Linked DNA regions of Mus musculus: region 2 is linked to region 1. Evidence: chromatin contacts called from public HiChIP or PLAC-seq data. All regions are on one chromosome and are shown on one strand. Each heading gives the region's core, a stretch centred on a gene start, on an enhancer-like site or on the middle of the called end of the contact. The rest is flanking DNA. Distances are from core to core; before and after follow the strand shown.

Region 1 (7,278 bases), core at 4,443-6,942:
GGCATAACCATGTCTCAGTTGACCAAAGAAACAGTTGAGAAAATGGATGTTGAAATACATGTTCAGCGGTGTTAAGTTATATAAATAATGTGACTTAGCAGGTGGTTAAGGCTGTCACTGGGTCATTGTCCATAGCTGTGTGACTAGGTCTTGTGTGTGCATGAGATGACATTCATTTATCAGTCATCCCACACAATTGTCTTGACCTCTAAGAGCATCCTAGATGTAAGAAACACAGGGGCAGATGCATTGGCCATAAATCTCTCCTCACATGGGGGTGTGAGATGAGTGAGTAGATTAGAGGGGGGATTTTCCTTAGCAAAAGACACATGTGTTTAGAAGACTGCAGAGATGGGTGACATGTGACAAAGAAAACTAAACAGGCCAGGAAAAGTGTTTTGTTAGGGATCAGGGTCAGCTGAAGTCCCCATGACAAGGTGTCCCCTGGGAAAAGAGCCTCCTAGGCCTTACTAAAAGATAGGAGGTATCTGTGAGGAGGATGTTCCAGCAGAGAGTGTGGCAAGGCCGGGTCTGTGTGATGCAGCAGTTTCTCATTCTCTAAAGGCCTTCAGGGTCTCCAGACATTTGGGCCTTAGAAGCACTCAGTGGCTTATATCATCCCACCCTACCCCTGGGAATTGACTCCAAACCCCACTAGGTGCATGTATTCTTACACTCTACCTGGCTACCAGATATGAGTAGCTTTAGAAGTGGCCAGGTGCATTGGCCATCTTCTTGTCTGAACCTGGCTTGATTGACAAGTCTGAAGTAGGATGTACTCTCATCTTTACCTCAGGGGCAGCAAGAGTCTAAAGCACTCCTGGCTATAAATGCTTTGCAAGCTGGAAACTTAATAGATGTTCCATGAATGGTCTCCTTAGGCTTGACTGGTTGGGGCTGGGACCAGAATTCTCAATGTGCCAGGGTGTGTGTTCTATTTGCATAAATCTGTATAACATCTCATGTTGGGTCCCTCCTCTGCTGTTAGTTCCTGTAAGTACAGGTCACCATTTAAAAATAGGGTGTTCAATGACTCAGGCTCTAAGATCAACAATTGAAAAATGGGACCTCATGAAACTGAAAAGCTTCTGTAAGGCAAAGGGCACTGTCAGTAGGACAAAATGGCAGCCTACAAACTGGAAAAAGATCTTCACCAACCCTATGTCTGACAGAAGGCTAATATCCAAAATATCAGACAATTCTCGGTGAAATAACTTGTGCACTTTATTCTATGTGGACAGGGACTATATAAACACCGAGGACCAGTGATGGATCCAGGAGCAGATGCTGCTTATTGGCTCAGTCTGAGATGCTACTGATGCTCTTTTAGCACGGGGAAGGGATTCAGGTGTTTTCTCTACTTGACTGTCATGGTTCTGGCCCCACACCTACCTTACTCAATTCTGAGTTCATGGGGTTTGGGCTCATTCGACCTTACCGGTTCTTCTGTCTGTTGGCACAGTACACTTGCCCCACAATAACCAAATTTTTAAAAAATGGGGACAGAGATAAACAGAGAATTCTCAGCAAAGAAATATGGAATGGCTAAGAAGCACTAAAAGAAATGTTCAACGTCCTTAGTCATCATAAAAATGCAAATCAAAACACTCAGATTTCACCTTACACCCATCAGAATGACTAAGATCAAAAACTCAAAGGACAGCAAATGCTGGCGAGGTTGTGGAGCAAGGGAACACTCCTCCACTGCTGGTGGGAGTGCAAACTTGCACAACCACTTTAGAAATCAATCTGGTGGTTTCTCAGAAAATCTTCTCCATTAAGACCCAGCTATACCACTCCTGGACATATAGCCAAAAAATGCTCTACCATACCACAAGGTTACATGCTCCACTATGTTTATAGCAACTCTTTTTGTAGTGGACAGAAATCAGAAGCAATGAAGTTGTCCCTCAACTGAAGAATGGCCACAGAAAAATGTAGTTTGTTTACATGATGGAATACTATTCAGGTGTTAGAAACAAGGACATCATGAACTTTTAAGGCAAATAGAATAGGAAATATCACCCCGAGTCAGGTAGCCCAGACCCAAAAGGACAAGCATGGTATGTACTCACTTATAAGTAAATATTACCTATAAAATACATGGTACTCATGCTAAACTCCACAGACCAAAAAAAGCTAAACAAGAAGGAAGGCCCAAGCAAGGATGCTCGAATCTCACTTAGAAGGGAGAATAAAATAGTCATAGGAGGCAGATGGAGGGAGGAAACTGGGGAGGGGAATGGGGTCAGGGATCAGGATCAGGTATGGGGAGAGACATGAGAGAGGGCCAGAGGACCAGCAGAATGAATGGAAATCTGCAGTTGGTGGGAGTGGGGCTTGGGAAGTGGGGGCATCTCTAGGACATGCCAGAGACCTGGGATGCAGGGCTCACAGGGGCAAAGGGAGTGATTTTAGCTGAGACTCATAGCAGTGGGGATTTGGAACCTGAAGAGGCCACCTCCTGTAGCCAGGCAGGACCCCCAATGGTGGAATAAGGACACTAACCCACCCACAAAACTGCTGCCCCAAAATTTGTCCTGTCTACAAGAAACACAGGGACAAAGATGGAACAGACTGAGGGAATGGCCAAACAAAGACTGCCCCAACTTGAGACCCATCCCATGGTCAAGCATCAATCGCTGACACTACTAATGATACTCTGTTATGCTTGCCTGGCATAACTGTCCTCCGAGAGACCCCACCCAGAAGCTGACTGAAACAGATTCAGAGACCCACAGCTAAGCATTGCATGGAACTCTGGGACTCTTATGGAAGAGTTTGAGGAAGAACTGAGGGCCCCAAAGGGAATAGAAACTCCACAGGAAGACCAACAGAGTCAACTATGGGGTCCTCTGAGAGTGAATCACCAACCAAAGAGCACACATAGGCTCAACCTAGGCCCCCTGCACACATGTAGCATATGTGCAACTCAGTCTTCATGTGGGTCCTCAACATCTGGAGAGGGCTGTCCCTAAAGTTGTTGCCTATCTGTGGAATCCATTCCCCTAACTGGGCTGTCTTGTCTGGCCTCAGTGGGAGACAATGCACCTAGCCCTACAGATACTTGATGTGCCAGGGTCGGGGATACCCAGGGAAGCCTTCACCCTCTCAGAGGAGAATGGGAGGGAGTCGGGGGAGGGACTCTGTGAGTGGGGACAGGGAAGGGGGTAGCTATTGGTATATTAATCAATTAATTAATGGAAGCAAATAAAAATAAGGTGTTGGTCTCTCTTTTCCCTATTACTCCTTTTGCTTCTTAAAATAATGTTAAGAATTAATCAAATATTCTGGTGTTGAAGCTGTTTTGATTTGGGTCTCTTTCGCAGGAGGGGCTGTCCTCCATGAAGCCTTGATTCCCTGCTTTCCTAGAAGGAGATAAGAGCAGTGATCTCAGACTGTGGAAGGGCCTGGAATCTTCAAAAACAAAAAGTCAATTTTATTCTTTCTGCTCACAACAGTAGAGCATACAGACAAGGGGGAAGTGTAGGGCAGCAGAGAAAATTCACAACAAAGGCCTTAGATCAACTGAACCAGGCAGTACCCTTATCACAACTGTGCATTTCGTTACTTATTTATTTCCCTATAATATTTTCATATAGTTGGTACTCTAATACAGCCGCACCCTCCCAACACATACACGTGTGTGTGTGTGTGTGTGTGTGTGTGTGTATGTGTGTGTGTGTGTTTTCTCTATGCTATTACTAACTTGTCAACAACATTTTTGAAGACTACGTTACATTCCTTAGCATAGGAAGTCCAGATGGCACGGGGTTTTGCTGAAGTATTTGTGGCGGTGATGTTTGTGCACTTGGCTTTTTCTTGTTGAATTTTGGCTACAGGATGGGAGAAGGAGGCAAGATGAAGGCTCTGGAAAGACTTTGGGGCAGTTGTTCCTAGATTTTGAAATGTGCTTTTGGGGTGTCACCACCATAGGCCTCTTAAATCAATAAGTCACAGAACACCCTCGGTGCCAGTAGCTGAGGCAGGCTCCTGCAGCATGTGTTTTGGGTTTGGGGCCCTCCACTCAGTAAGGATATTTGTTCTTTTGTTGGGATGCTTGACTTGTATGCTTGGTGCACAGCATGCAACTGGAATTCAAAGAAGTTTGACCTGTCTCCAATTCTTATGTATCTTACTTTGTCAAATCAACAAAAAAGACTTTGTGTCATCCAGAAATACGTTTGACTTAAACAAGTAAACATTTCTAGTTTCTTTTCCTTCCTCCCTTCCTTTCTCTTTTTCTTCTCCCCCTCTTCCTCCTCCTCTTCCTCCTCTTCCTCCTCCTCCTCCTCCTCCTCCTCCTCCTCCTTAAACCATTTCAGAAGCTGCACAGGGAGTGTGCAGCTGTTTAATGATGCTGTCTGGCCCTTGGGTTCAATCTTCTTTTCCTGCCATCCCCGAGACAGGGGCATTTGTTTTGATACTTGTTGTCTAGTGGCTCCATTATAATCTCTGTGTATCTGGTTCTCACTCAACCAGGGTATGAAGAAAAAGGAAAATCAAGGGGGCAAATGGCCTTGTCATCAAGCCTGTTCTCTGTGTCAGGAAGACAAAAGCTTTCCTTGAAACCTACTCAGAAGATTTTTTTTTCCTTGCTTGCATTCCTTAGGCCAGAAACAATGAGTTGTCTGTGAATAGAAATGTTGTTATCAAGATTCACACCCAAGGCTCAGTTACAGCAGCCCTTGTAAAGGTGAATGAAGCAAACAGGAGAATAAAAGGAAGAGGACTTCACTGAGCAGAGTGGGCGGGGTTAGTGAGAGGGAAGAGCTTACCCTGAGGAAGGCATGGCCACAGACTTTGTGGAAGATGTGATAACGTTGCCCCAGAAGGATGATTTTGTGGGCTGATACCCATTTCTCTGGCCCAAAAAATCACCACTAAATCATCACTAGGGGATTTATAAAGTTCTGCAATGAGAAAAGAAATGTACAGTGTGAATATCTGACACCTGGGGCTGGTGCAGCCAAGCTTCTCCCGTGAAGAATCCCGACTGAAGATCTAGACCTCCGTGGTTCTCAACCTTCCTAGTGCTGTGACCCTTTAACACAGTCCCTCAAGGTATGGTGACCCCCCAACCATAAAAGTATCTTCATAGCAAGTATCTGATATGCAGGATATCTGACATTTGACCTTTGAAAAAGGCTTGGTCAACCCCCAAGGGGGTCGAGACCCACAGGTTAAGAACCCTTGATCTGGGCCCTGTATATGGTTGATGGGACAGAACTGGAGTCAAGGCCTTGATTTAAATATAACTACGGCATGCCTGATTTTTAGATTTTTTTTTTCAGTTACAAATGTTAGCTAACATTTTCTCAGAGTTGAGCTTGAGAGTTACCAGGTAACCAGAAGACTGATACCCAACAGAGATGAAAACAGGCACTCCGCAGAAAGGGTTGCATGAGGATGATGTCGTTTTGAAGAGCAGCATTTGGGCCAAATTTGGCCAACACTTTCTGCCTTGACTTGCTCTGACATGCTGATGTGGAGTATCAGATGCTGATGTGATGCATTTAGCAGAAAGATCCCACAGACTCTTCCAGAACCTTCTCATCATAGGATAGACTGTTGGCCAGTCTGGCCCTTGTCCTGTGAGCTTCGGCCCTCACCAAGATCAGACTTAGCATTCCCATGGAGAGAGGCAGAGGAGACAGAGCAGAGGGTGGTGTTTTGGTTCCTCAAATGTTTCCCCAGTGGCTGCTAGCTTCCTCCTGTGGAAGGCCCCGTGCCAGCAGGCAAGGTTGGCAGGTTCAGAAGAAGACAAGAAAGAAGTCCCCCAGAAGCTCCAGAGAGCCTGGGCAGTCCTGTCATGAAGTCTTGAGAGGAAGTGGGGATGGCAGAGAGCATGTGCCTGCTCCTGTCTTCAAGTAGGCTGCTGGCTATTCCCTGCAGCTCCGAGCAGAGGTGTTTTCTGGAGCTCAGTTGCCTCGTGTGGGGAATGCAGAGCCAGCGCCAAATTGACAGTTGTCTCCAGGCCACGGTCAGACTGGATTTATGAGCACTTCCTCAGCGGCAGGCTGTGGTAGCCTGCTAGAGAAAGATGAATGACACTTAGCCCTGCCCTGCTGGCACACCAGCATGTGAAAACACACACAGAGAGCAAATGGTACATGCGACTGACAGGCAACGGAGATGGAAAAGAAACCTAGCAAGTTTTCACCTATCTATTTTACTCTTCCAAGTTATTTTAATTCCGATTAACTCGGAATGCTCTGGTCCCAAGTCATTATCAGGCTTGAGGGGGAAGTGGGTTAATGGCTGAGTGGTCTCTATAAGATCAGCGGGCCTGTGGCTGCCTGTAGTGTCTGCATCCTTGAAATACAATGTGAAAGGTATGAGGCCGTAAAGAGCTCTTGGAAGCAGAAGGAACCCCGCCTGTGTGTGCGTGACCTGGGCAGGATCCACTGGCCCTGGAGCTGGCAGACGAGTGGGACCTGGCCACTAAGTGATGTGAGGATTCCACGTGGGAGGGACAGATGTGAATCTCTCTGTGGGTGTGCTTTGAGCACGGCTTCTTCTGTCTGGTGGGCGACGGGTGTGGTAGGGGAGGGAGAAAGGCCATGAAGAATTGGGACAGACCAGTCAGGACCTAAAGGTATAAGGGTTCTAGATCCTGGACTGGGGTCTGGGAGTTGTAGTGGATCTTAAGCAGTGAAGGTCTTTACACTGCTTAGGAAGTCTGCTCTCCTGCTTTTGGGAGGCTGGGTATGTGTGTGTGTGTGTGGGGGGGGGGCAGTGAGGAGTCCAGGCTGGTCACAGCTATGGAGAGGGACAAAGAAGAGGGTATTGGGGGTGGGGGTGGGGTCTGGAGAGCCTGGCCTCTGTCCTCTCCACAGGGGCACAAGGCTGCTTGTAGCAAGGACTATTTTCTCTGATGAGTTTTCTGTGCCCTTTTGGTGATTTTAAGTAAAAGCCAGCTCAAATTTTGCCATTGTGGAACTGGGATGGCCAGCTGCAGGGGGGCTCAATGCCTGCAGGATTAGGCTCTGGGAGGTGACCCTTGACAACAGCCCTCTAACAAGGTCAACAAGATGCCTATGGAAGGTTGTGCAGGCACTCCCTGAAAGAGCCTTGGGGTTCTTAGTCTTTATACTAATACTGTTGATAGTATTTTGTCAAGTGATAGAAACTAGGGTCATCTGGAAGGAGGGAACCTCAACTGAAAACATGCCTCTGTCACCATGGTTTGTAGGTAAGTCTGGGGGCGGGGTGGGTATTGATTAATGATTGATGTAGGAGGGTCTGGCCCACTGTGAGTGGTGTCACCTCTGGGTA
Region 2 (6,741 bases), core at 563-3,062, 250 kb before region 1:
CTGAAGGCAAAGTAGAAGGTGCTACCTAGGAAATCTTCAAGGATCCACCCTCCTGGAAATGATGACAAGCAGGATGGGAAAGGCCCCCAGAGAATTCCATCACACTATCCAATCCACTGTTAAATGACTTTAAAACTCTGCAAGGAGTTCTCCTGGGACCTTACAATAAAATCTGACAGGTGCTCCAAAAAGACTTTAGGAAATCTAGCCCTAAATCCCACCCAGTCTGCTAAATTCAACCTCAGATAGGGAAGGAAGGCAGCAATATATCTGCAAAGATCTGTGAGGGCCATGCTGGCTTACAAATACTTCAAGGACACAGGAATTTGGAGGCCGGAGTCCCACTCTTTCAAGCTGATTAACCTTAATCGAGCTGTGTTTGTGCCCACTAGGCTGAGTTCCTCTATTTATAGAGCAGAAGCTTAATTTACTGTTACAGATATTATCCAAATCGTAGCGCTCAGATTATATAGCTGGGATTGCGACTGTCCAATTTCCCTCGCCCTACCCCCTGCCCCAGGAACTCAAGACACTTGCAGCCCACTGCCTCTTCTCTAGTTTACACAGGAAGGCAAGGTGTTTGGCCTCCTGGAGCCCCATGGTTCTGCAACAATCACTGCTCAGACAGCCCCAGGGGTTATGAAAACAACTGAGATTGTAACAGGGCAGGGAAAGCTGCAACCTGTTTTGTTATGCGACAGCTCTTGGCCCACCTGAGGGGGTTATTACTGGGTGCGTGAGTTATTAACCTGTGGTGCCCTCAGGGACTAAACCAAGAACCAACTGAATGATTGTCTGCTCTCGGGTGAAGGGTTGGGGTTCTCGGAGGAAACCTCACACTTGAAGACAAGGTTTGGGAACAGAATTGGAAGAAACTAGAAATCAGGAAAGGAGAATGGCATGGGTGGGTCTGCTACTTTTTTTCCCCTCTAGGTTCTGATGAGAAAGAGGCATGAGGGGGCTTCTGCAGTTCTACCAACTACTTTGAATCCCACCAGGACTACTCTTCATCCATCTTTTAAAATGCTAGGCTTGTAATTATGGCTCACACCTACTGAGTGAGTACTTAAAAAGATCAAGGTTAGCACTTGGTGAGCTTGTTAGGGAATGTCAGCTAACGGCTGGGGAACAGACTGATTTCCTAGCAAGAAAGAAGGTCCCAAAGCCGGGTCAAGGACCTTAGCGAGCCAGAGACAGTTATTAGAACTGAGTGGTTCTGAGAACAAGGGGGTCCAGGAGAGGGCAGGACTGCCGGCTGTAGTCTACCTTTGAGCGAGGTCTCCACCAGGCGCAGGTAAAGCTGTGAGTTCTTGTTGCCGTGACTCATGCGCTGGGCTAACCCGTTGCGCTGTAGGACGCACTCCTCAAACTGCACGATATTCTGGTGCCGCCGCTTGAGACTGGTGAGGGCCCAGAATTCTGCTAGTGCCAACTCCACGTTCTCGGGAGCGTCGCAGCGGATCTTCTTGACTGCCACCCTGGCCCCACTGCGCCCAGCCACAGCCTCATAAACCACGCCGTAGCTGCCGCGCCCGATCTCCGCCAAGAGGCTGTAGCGCGGCCGTGCAGGAACATCCCCGCCGCCGCCATCCGGCCGCCGCCGGGCCAGGAAGGCCTCGCCCGGGACCTCGGCCCCAGCCGGATCCATGGCCTGGGCCGCCGGCCTCAGCTTCTCGCACAGTACCCGCTGGACTGGGCTTCGCCTTTTCCGCTCCGGGCTTTTTGTCCCTCTGCGGGCTCCGTTCTCTTTCCCCGTTTCCATGGCTGCGGGGGGCGGGGGGAGCAGCAACGGCGCCGCCCGGGCCCCCCTTGCCTCATCCCTCCGTCTAGCCCCGAGATGTGGAGGAGCGGGACCTTGGATGGTGATCTAAGGGCGAGAGGGAGAAGTTAAAACCCACCGGGCCGAGAAGGGTAGATGAGGAACTTAAAGCGTCCGGCGTCCCACCTCCGCCGCCGGTCGCGGCCCCTTTAAGAAGGAGCCACCGTCTCGAATTGAACGGGGGAAGGGAAAGGAAAGCGGGAAAGACGGAACCACCGGGAAGTACCGAGGGAGGACCGGAAACCGAAGCGCAAACCGTCCCCTCTCGCCGACTTATCCGTCAGGAGCAGAAAAAATAAATAAAGCCGTAGGGATCGTCCCCATCGAAGACGGCCGGCTTAAACTTTCCTGGGGCTTAGCCCCCTCTCAACGGCCCCTCCCCACGTCCTACCCGGGCTTCTCCCGGTGTAAACAGTCCCGTGAATCAAACCCAGGAGAGCCCGGCGGGACGACCCAGACCCCCGGGGACAGCGGGCGAAGGGAAACCGGCTAAAAGATCGGCTTCCGAGGACGACAGGCGGAGGCCCCGGTGACGCCCCCGGGACTACGGTGGGGCGCCGGGGCTCCCGCTTCGGCCCTCCCTTCCTCCCTCCACTCCCTCTTACCTGGCCGGCGCTGTTCCTCTTCCGGGCGAACCGGTTCCCCCTTGGAGCCCGCGCCGGAGGATGGTCCGTTCCGAGCCGGGCTTGTCTGCAGAGCCGGGTAGGGCGCGAGGCGGGGAGCCTGGCTGAGCGTGTAGCGCGTCGCGGCGCTGCTCTTGTGATGACAGCAACGCTCCCGGGGGAGGCCTCGGCTTCCAGGTTCCCGTGGCCGTCCCCGAGTTCACGCCAGCTGAGCACTTTACGTAACCTCTTTATGTAAGCTGCACCTCCCGCCGCCGCTCTGGTCAGCGGAGATTCCTGGTGGCCCATCCCCCAGGAGGCCAGCGGAGAGCCGCGCCGCCTCTCTGCAGCCGAGGTAGACCCAGCCGCCGCGACAGCCCGGAACCAATCACTGGCGAGAACACCCAGCCAACAAAAAGAGCGCGCCAAAATCCCGCGATTTGTACCGAGGGCCTTCGCGAGGCGCCTGCACTCCGCAAACGCCTTTCCGGACTTGACCTGCATCGTACCTCTACGCCCGCACTCGGCACTTGATGCTGATTGGGGGAATGGCTTAGGTGTAATCGATTCACAGCTGAGACCAGGGTTAGAACGCTAATCTCCACGCCCACTAATGACCCCAATGATCTCAGCCGCACTTAATCCTCAGTATCCTTCTCTGCCAAACCCGGGTGGTCCGCACTTCCAAGGTTGCAAAGGACCAAGTGAAATATGATGGCTGGCTAATTGAGTGCCTGATATAAGCTGCTTTGGGCTTGGATTTTGATACCCTTCACCCCGGCCGCCCATTGTGGTGGGAGGGAGCACAATGGCTGTGTAGTTAAGAATGATCTTGAACTTTTCCTCTTGTCTTCATCTCCCGAGTAATGGGATTAAAGGCGGGCACCACCACACCCAATTTATACACCCTATTTGTTTGTACAGAGCTAGGAATCCAAGGGTTTTGTGCATGCTAGACAGGCACTTTACAAAGCTACATCTCCAGCCCCTAGGCGTGGTTTTTTAAAGTATTTTGTACCCTGCTTTGTACTCCAATGCCTAGAAGGTGCCCAGTATTTTGTTAGCTGATATTGAAGGACAGTAACTAGAGTTTCTGCTACACACTATTTTAAGTCTGGGGAAAAAGGAGTAGACACGACAGTCTTTGCCTTAATTGCGACTCTTGACACTGGAGGAGACAGTCAACCTTGTGTCTTCGTAGATGTCTCACAGTTAAAGTACTTAGAACAGTGTTAAAATACACACAAGACAGATTAAATGTAATGTAAAACAATAAACAAGAGTTTCTAGAATTTCTATAGCTTTTCTGTATGTAAGTGGTCACATATACACACAAGGTGTAAGAATAGTAAAGTCTCATCTTTTTTTTTGCCAGAATTACATTGTTTTGCTATATTTTCATGTTCTGTGCACAAATATGTATGTATGAATGTATACATGTTGTAAATCCTTTTATATTTATAAGATATATATGTATACATATATATATATATACACACACACACACATATATATATACACACACACAAATATATGTGTGTGTGTGTGTTTTTTTCCCAAGGACAAAGATACTCTCTAGCACACTCTCAATACAGTGCAGAACCATGAACAATGCCATGCTTTTGTTTACTATGCCATCTCAAGGTTTACCGATTGTCCTTTCCTTTCTCTTCTAGTCCAATATACGAGTCCTCAGCACCTAGCCTTATTGGATAAGGATTCCAACAGCCTCGTTGTTAACCGAAACTCCTTTACTTCTTTTCCTTGTTGTTGCTGGGTTGTTGGGTTTTTTTTTTTTTTTAATTGGTGGTGATTTGGGTTTTTTGTTTTTTGTTTTTGTTTTGTTGGTTGGTTGGGTTTGTTTGTTTGTTTGTTTGGAGACAGGGTTTCTCTACTTAGCTTTGGCTGGTCTTAAACTCAGGGATCTGCCTGTCTCTGCCACCCAAGTGCTGGGATCAAAAGGTGTGCACCACCATACCCAACCTCACAATTTAAACAACTTAAATTTCTTTAAAGGGTTCATCTTCAAATATTGTTACTAACCTATTGGGGGTTATAGGTTCAACACATGATTCTGAGGTAGGACCACAATTCAGTTGGCAGCAATCTCTTTAGAAAATGACACTCATCTGAGTAATGAATAGCAAGAAGCCAGTCATGCCACAACTAGTGGTGGGGCATTGCAGGGAGAAGAGACAGCAAGTACAAGAGTGGCCAGGGAGATAACCTTGGTCAATTAAAGAGACTATTAGAATGTAAAACAGCCTGGGTAATGGCTCAGTGTGAACCTGATGACTTGATTTCAATCCCCACCCCACCCCCCAAGCTGACAAAAAGGTGAAAAGAGAATCAACTCCACAAAGTTGTCCTCTACCCTGGTACCCACAATCCTACAGAGATGGTGATGAACCCCAGAGGCTCAGAGGTATGAGTCCCCTGCAGCTGTTGAATTAGCTAATAAAATACTTTCACATTTGATTCTTAAATTTGGACTTGCTTAAATTACTAAAGTAATCTTCACTTGCTTTTATGCTTGATAGCTAACATTTATGAGCAGTTTCTATCTTCCTGGCATAGAGAGTGACAAAGAGTATTTATGACATCCTTGAAAACATAGTTTCTTTCAAAGTTAAATGTATATGTCTGCCTGTGGCCTAGCTAGTTCCCAGTCTAGAGGTTTACCCAAGATAAATGAAAACTTAGATTCACAAATAGACTTTTGTATAAAACTATTCATGGTGGCTTTTCCCATGACAGTCAGAAACTGGAAGGTACTACTATGTTTGTCAATACACAAATAGATTGTGTTACTTCCAGATAGTGGGAACAAAAGGGGAACTGAGACTCTATAGCATGGAAGAATTAAAAAAAAAAAATGCAGGGTGAAAGAACCCAGGCACAAAAGAACACATGCCAAGTGAGTCCTACACCACTCGGGAAAAAAGCTCAGACTAATCTATACTAGAGAGGGATCAAAGAAGAAAAAAGGAAAACCTTTTGGGGGGGGTGAACAATAATGCTCATTTTTTTTTTTTTTTTTTTTTTTTTTTTTTTGGTTTTTCGAGACAGGGTTTCTCTGTATAGCCCTGGCTGTCCTGGAACTCACTTTGTAGACCAGGCTGGCCTCGAACTCAGAAATCCGCCTGCCTCTGCCTCCCGAGTGCTGGGATTAAAGGCGTGCGCCACCACGCCCGGCATGCTCATTATTTTTATGTGGTGATAGTTTTAATGGGAAATGCTAGAATACCTCAAATTGGGGCTGGCGAGTGGCTCAGTGGGTAAGAGCACTTGCTGCTCTTCCAAAGGACCCAGGTTCAGTTCTCAGCAATTACATGGCAGCTCACAACTGGCTGTAATCCCAGTTCCAGGGGATCTGACCCCCTCTCATAGACATACAAGCAGGCAGAACATTAATGTACATAAAAATAAGTAAATTATTTTTTAAAAGTTTTTAAAGAATGTCTCAAACTGTGTCCTTTTATGGGTTTAGTTTATGTATAGCCACCTTTCAGGCTTACCTCTAAAAAGCTCTAAAAATGGAGGCAGTAGGGAGAATGTTACATAATGTATGGTTCCTTTAATAGAAAGGGTGGCCACCGGCCTATGGTAGCAGAATGCCAGTGGTTGACTGCCAAGTGGCACAAGGGTGATAGAATTTGTGAATTGTACTACAATGAGATGTAATTAAAAGCTGGGAAAAAAAATGAAAGCCCCTCAACCAAGAAGATTTGTGGGTTTTGTTTTTGTTTGGGGGGTTTTCTGTTGTTTTCGTTTTAACCTTTAAAAAATGTTTTTTAGACTTTTTATCCCATGTATGTGGGTATACTGTTGCTGTCTTCAAGCACACCAGAAGAGGACATCGGATTTCCATTACAGATAGTTGTGAGCCACCATATGGTTGCTGGAATTGAACTCAGGACCTCTGGAAGAGCAGTCATTGCTCTTAACTGCTGAGCCATCTCCCTAGCCCTTCTGTTATTTTTGAGACAGGGTTTCTCTATGTAGCCCTGGCTGTCCTGGAACTGGCTTTGTAGACCAAGTTGACATCAAACCCACAAAGATCTGCCTGCCTCTGCCTCCCAAGTGCTAAGATTAAAGGCGTGCATCACTACACCTGGCTAAGATTTGTGTTTTAAAGAAGTTTCTGCGGACAGAGTGCTGTGTGATGCAGCCTGGCTTCACTCCTCCCACCCTTGGGTCCATAGTCTGAGACAAAGTCAAGAACCCTTCTCCTCCTATCTTCTGCCCTCCCCTGAATTTGGAGAGATGGAGCAAGAAGCTCTAGAAGAACTATGGGTGTAAGTCTGCTGTAGCTGTTAG

What was found. HiChIP or PLAC-seq counts read pairs in DNA pulled down with a chosen protein or histone mark.
Region 2: an H3K4me3 HiChIP or PLAC-seq map of bone marrow-derived macrophages shows a contact between it and region 1, with 2.7 times the contacts expected there. The contact joins the promoter of Stk35os1 here to the enhancer-like site in region 1. A contact is called at or near these places in 2 of 484 Hi-C or Micro-C datasets (cerebellum and granulocyte-monocyte progenitors), 4 of 115 datasets of contacts at active chromatin or transcription factors (bone marrow-derived macrophages, embryonic fibroblasts, embryonic stem cells and 1 more) and 1 of 9 other capture datasets (adipose tissue).

The regions. Positions count from the first base shown.
Region 1 is chr2:129,548,400-129,555,677 of GRCm38.p6, reverse strand. No RefSeq gene overlaps it. Among named protein-coding and RNA genes, the nearest start is that of Gm14041, 15 kb to the left of the region's middle. Within about 2 kb of position 5,692, at least 41 of the 459 cell types and tissues checked have an H3K27ac peak or open chromatin away from gene starts, as enhancers often do. A contact at or near this core is called in bone marrow-derived macrophages and granulocyte-monocyte progenitors, where this site is marked.
Region 2 is chr2:129,796,530-129,803,270 of GRCm38.p6, reverse strand. Stk35os1 (serine/threonine kinase 35, opposite strand 1) reads left to right here and starts at 1,812. Exons shown (of 1, transcript NR_029452.1): 1 at 1,812-4,902. It overlaps Stk35 (serine/threonine kinase 35), which reads right to left and starts at 2,754. Exons shown (of 4, transcript NM_183262.3): 1 at 2,425-2,754; 2 at 1,267-1,867. The coding sequence starts at 2,730.